Linked DNA regions of Mus musculus: region 1 is linked to region 2. Evidence: chromatin contacts called from public Hi-C data. All regions are on one chromosome and are shown on one strand. The core of a region is the stretch at or near the end of the contact, and the rest is flanking DNA. Distances in the headings are between cores, read along the strand shown. Region 1 overlaps Epn2 (epsin 2). Region 2 overlaps Map2k3 (mitogen-activated protein kinase kinase 3).

What was found. Hi-C and Micro-C count contacts between places; a contact is called where the count stands out from the background.
Region 1: a Hi-C map of liver shows a contact between it and region 2, with 3 times the contacts expected there. The contact joins two enhancer-like sites. A contact is called at or near these places in 1 of 39 promoter capture datasets (cranial neural crest), 1 of 484 Hi-C or Micro-C datasets (liver) and 2 of 115 datasets of contacts at active chromatin or transcription factors (embryonic stem cells and large pre-B cells).

The regions. Positions count from the first base shown.
Region 1 is chr11:61,539,544-61,542,243 of GRCm38.p6, forward strand. The region is part of intron 4 of Epn2 (epsin 2); the gene reads right to left. Among named protein-coding and RNA genes, the nearest start is that of B9d1, 36 kb to the left of the region's middle. Within about 2 kb of position 1,403, at least 17 of the 459 cell types and tissues checked have an H3K27ac peak or open chromatin away from gene starts, as enhancers often do. A contact at or near this core is called in liver, where this site is marked.
Region 2 is chr11:60,934,503-60,937,202 of GRCm38.p6, forward strand. The region is part of intron 1 of Map2k3 (mitogen-activated protein kinase kinase 3); the gene reads left to right. Among named protein-coding and RNA genes, the nearest start is that of Map2k3, 3.8 kb to the left of the region's middle. Within about 2 kb of position 1,324, at least 261 of the 459 cell types and tissues checked have an H3K27ac peak or open chromatin away from gene starts, as enhancers often do. A contact at or near this core is called in liver, where this site is marked.

The DNA.
Region 1 (2,700 bases), core at 153-2,652, 610 kb after region 2:
TATTTGAGGTGTGGTCGGGTGTGGCCTAGGCTTTGAGATTTTTGGAGCCATTTAAAAATTCCTGGGCCGGGGCTCAATATGGCAGAGTGCTTACCTGGCATTAAGGAAACCCTCAGTGTGATCCCACACCATACAAACTGGGTGTGGGTGGCACATGCTGGTGACCCCAGCTCTTGAGAGGTAGAGGCAGGAGAATCAGAAGTTCACGGTCATCCTTGGCTATATACTGAGTTTGAGGCCAGCCTGGGCTACATGAGACACTACTTATAAAAGGGTAAGAGGTGGGAGTTAAACAAATTAAAACACTGCAGCAATTAAAAACACTGTCTGCTCTTTCAGGACTCAGGTTTGAACCCCAAAACCCACATGATGACTCACAACCATCTATAACTCCGGTCTGAGGGGATCGGATGTTTCTGACCTCTGCTGACACCGGGCACAAACGTGGTTCAGGTATATACACATATGCATAAAATATTTAAAACACACATTAAAAAATAAAAGCATTCTTATGCAGGCAGCTCTAATTCAATTCATTTAGTATGTCATGCCCAAGCCCCAAAATAGTAGTACTTACAGTTGGGAAGAGAGGACTTGGTAGAAGTAAATAAGAGAGAACCTGAGACTTCAGAAGTGGATGTGACAGCTCAGGTTGGCAAATGCTTGGAAGCCTGGCCATGTGTGCCTGTCACTGCTTTCTATGAGATAGATCAGGTTCTAGGGACCACAAGCCCAGCATTGCTTGAGACTCAGGAGAAAAAGCTACTGAGACCCTTCTACAACTGCCCAGAGACCAAGATACCCTCATTACAGAAAAAGAAGAGCACTGTGTACTTCTATTTGAGGCCCAGAAGTAGTACATGAGAGCTCTGGAATTTAAGATATGACATGGTGCCCTGGTCTGCTTACAAATAATCCCTGAAGAATAAAAAATTATTTTGAAGAACTTTGAGAAGTGGATAAAATATTTATAACTTATTATTGAAACAAAAAGGAGTATTTTAAAATAAAAGTTTCTGCACAAGCAAGAAAGAGAAGACAAACCAAAAGCAGCATGAATCATACTGTTTCCTAACTCACCCTTTGTGAATTTGTGTTTTGTTTTTTGAGACAAGGTCTCATGTAGCACAAGTTGACCTCTAACTATGTGGCCAAGGGTGTCCTTTTAACCTTTGATCTTCCTGCCACTTACATGCCAATTAAAACCAAAAACAACTAAGGTCTAATTAGATTCATGAAGTAAGTGGATTTGACCTGTCTCCTTAACCACACTGACTTCATTCACCTGCTTTCACGCATGCACACACACGTGCTGCGCCCGGCCCGCCGCCTTACCCCCACCCCCCTCACTCCCGCTGTGGAGAAAACCCAATGACAATATTGACCTCAGAAGGACCTGGAATCTGTTCATCTGTTTGCATGTCTGCTGGGCAGCCAGGTTAAAGACAGACAATCTACAAGACTGCAGGGTTACAGAGCTGCATGGTGACAGCCATAGGCAGCTACAGGATGTGGTTCCACAGTGGTCCAGTGTCTCAGGGCAGCTGTTCCCTAGGCCTGCCCTCCTCTCCTACCTGCACTGTCACAGTAAAAAACACCGGGTTCTCTTGTACCTCCTTTGGATCCTGAGAAAAACCAGAGAAACTGCCCAATTTGGGGGTCTTTCTTCTATTACCTAGTTATTCCTGTGGCATTGCATGTGTTTTGTAAGCCCACTCAAATCCTCTGTGAAGCGAGCCCAGCAAAGACATGAAATGGTCATAATCTCCAGTAATCTCCTGGTAAGCCTGTCAGGATATAGGAGAGCAGTAATAGTCTCTGTACAGATTGTTGAAGCTCAAGGATCCCCAACATTTTCCTAGGGACTTCCTAGAATCACACCTGAGTGCTAAAGGCTTCATCTAGATAGAAGGGGTTACCAGGTCATTCTGAGAAGATGAGGTGAGTGCACCAACCTAGAACAAACTACCAGCGCTGCCATGGTTCCTACACTACAATGTACTCTGAGGCACTAGAGCACACTGGAGGCAGCAAACTCTTCTGCTTTCCCCTCCTCCTCATCCTGCTTCCTTACTTTTAAAGAACAGTAACTCTCCCCACAATACCAGACACCAAGGAACTGCTTCCTGGCTTTTATCAGGATATAGCAGCAGCTCTGGCTCCAGAGGCAGATTCAGGAGAACAGCAAAGTAACCCATGACATTGGTGGGCTGTGCACCATAGCAGGCAGGACAAACAGGAGGGAGGAGGGAGGAACACTGGCTGTACCTGAGCTGACACTGTCCAATTAGACTATAGCAGTCTTCTTCCCCAGGCCTTGTTTTTGAATAAAGAAGGATTCTCCCATCCCCCTCTGCCACATTTGGTGCAGACTCTCAACCCCTTACCAACAACTTGCTTGATCTCTTCACAACTGTAGCTTTGCTAGTCCCACAGTACTTGGTGGCTAGTGCCTCAAGTAGGCCCAACAGGTGGACTGCTCACATCTGTACTCTAATCCAAGATAGCTGTCATCTTTATGATCTGAAACAAACTCCAACCTTCTGAGCCTGAGAGACTCCCCTGATCTACACGGCTTCTGTGGACACAGCAGTCTCAAGCACCAACTGCATACTTGGACAGGTGGCCAACAGAGAGACACAGGGGCCCAGTCTTTCTGAGGAATAGCTTTTATGTGACTATGGGGAAGCTAACAGTGCA
Region 2 (2,700 bases), core at 74-2,573:
GGACCCTGACAGGAACTCTTTTTCACCTTTGCAGGAGACTTAAAAATTACACACACAACCAGGCAGTGGTGGTGCACGCCTTTAATCCCAGCACTTGGGAGGCAGCAGAGTCAGGCGGATTTCTGAGTTTGAGGTCAGCCTGGTCTACAGAGTGAGTTCTAGGACAGCCAGAGCTACACGGAGAAACCCTGTCTTGAAAAGCCAAAACCAAAAAAAAAAATATACACATGATATATATATATATATATATATATATATATATATATATATATATATGCATGCCACATGTAGTATACTAGTATACTTTGTGGGTATCAGTTCTTTCAGTTCAGTCTTGTGGATCAACCTTCCACCATGTGGGTTTCAGGCATGGACCTTAGATTATTAGACTTGATAGTAAGTACTCTTACCTGCTGGGCTATCTTGCTAGCCTGTTTGCAGAGGACTTTGAACACAGCGGGGAGTGGTAGCACCTGACCTTTGGTGGGGACTGCAACTTTATCTATGAACTTCCCACTGGACGGTTGGCAGCCTAGTTCTTTGTGCCCAAGCTTAGGAAGTTCTCTCCACATGTGTAAGGCATGTAGGTCCCACAACTTTGTTGACATCTCCTGTCTCCTTGCTCATTAGTGGGTCACTGCCTGCCATCTGAGGCCAAGGGCAGCTGGTACAGGGGCACATGTCAGGGTGGTCTGGGTTTGCATGTCTTGTTTGTCCTTGTGCATATTGTCAGGGATGGCCTTTGACACTCTGTTGGAGGTGTTGTCATTGGAGTTCATCAGTGGCTGGTGGCTCTGGCAGCCCAGTGAGACTAAGGAGCACTGAATGTCTTGTCCTGGTCCTGTCTGCTATGGTTATAAGCTTTCCTCCTGTCCCAGGAGTTGGAAAGACTAGAGGGTGGCACCTTGGGGACTTCCCCCCGTCCTGGTGTGACGCACAGGAAACTCTCTATCAGCCAGCCTGTGGCTCAGGGCCTGAAGGCAGTAAAGTTCCCAGTCAGCCTGTGTGGGGAGAGGCAGCCAGGCTTCCGGTGGGTGAGTCAGCAGACACTGGGTGCTGACTCACCACAGGCATGCCAGTCACTGCCTATAGCTTAAAGGGGCAATGCCAGGCAGGGGTTACATACCTGTAGGCTGCCCCTGGTCCTGGGCTGGACATCACAGGTGACGGTCTGCTTTGGACTTTTCAGTTGAGCTGGGATTCTGGGCAGATCCTCCTGTCCTGTCCAGGAACTTCCTCTGTTAGGTAAATGACTCTTGCTTCCTCTTGCTCACCACAGACGAGTAGATGGCAGCTGTTGTTGACGGTCCCTGGCCCAGGGAGCAAGGTCTAGTAAGAGCCAGGAGCAGTGGCCTTGCAGGGACAGCCAGCTTGAACTGCCTCGGTCAGATCCCTACTCTGCCCATTTTGCAATGTAACATTGAACACATTGTATCCAGTACATTCTTGATACTTTGATTAGGTTTTAGTCCAGTGAGTAGGGGACATCTTTCAGAGAAGAAGCCGGAGTGCTCCTCTCCCCCCCTTCCCAGGAAGTACAGGAGCCTTGCCTGTATGGATGCAGATGGCATTATCCAGCAGCATTGCAGCTATGTTATAATGGGCCTAGGATCCCAACCTGACTCTTACTTCCTCATCAGGGCAAATGGCATATCCTCTTTGACTCTCAGTCCGCTTCTGGGCAGTGGGAGGAAGTACCTCTCCCCTGCAGGGTGGTAGTAAAGATGGGAGATAGAGTTTCCCAAACAAACGGCATCTGTCATTATTTAATTGTTGGGACTCTGGCTGCTTCTCATTGGGAGGTGAATACATGGCTTCTGATGATGTATTCATAGGGTTTGTGACACGAGGCTTCTTTGGTCAGGAAGCCAGAGTTTGCCAAGCTCTAGGGCAACCTTCCTAATGCTACGACCCTTTACTATAGTTCCTTATGTTGTGGTGACCCCTGCCATACAATCATTTGCATTGTTATTTCATAACTGCAGTTTTGCTACTATTATGAGTTGTAGTGTAAATATTTGTGGTTTCCAATGGTCTTAGCCGACCCTTGTGAAAAGGTTGTTTGATCCCCAAAGGGATCTTGACCCACAGGTTGAGAACCCCGAGCTCTCGGCTCTTTTTCTCCTCTGCTTCCTAAGCCGTAAGCTACCATTGCTCCTGAACTGCCTGAGACAATCAGGAAGGGGAGTAGAGAACTGAGTTAGTCTGTCCTTTCTGTAGATCTGTCCCTGTCACTCAGCCTTGTTGACCAGTGGCCGCCTTGAAAGCATAGGTGAGGGAAGCTCAGGAGGTGCAAGGCCGGCCTCAGGGTACAACCTCCTGGGCTAGTTTCTCAGGTGGGAGAATTTCATCCATGTCAGACCTGGTGCTAGCCTGGGGAGTGAGGGAGGGAGTGAGTGGGCAGCAGGACTCAGGTGTGCATTCTCTCACACCTCCCCTTGGTTGTTTGTCCATGTTGCCCATATCTGTCAGGCCTGTGTGCCCAGCAGCCCCTATAGATTTTTCTTCCCCCATTGCAGGTAAAGAGCAGAGACAATGGCAGCTTGCCCTATCTCACTGGGGCACGTACTACAGGCCTAGTGATACCTGGCCTTGGCAGGGTCAGTGGCTTTCTAGCCCTCCCTACTTCTTAGCCCTGCCTGCAGGGTTATGGTAGTAGTGCCTCCGCTGAGCTGGAGTCCAGGGCTGCCTTGGCTGCTT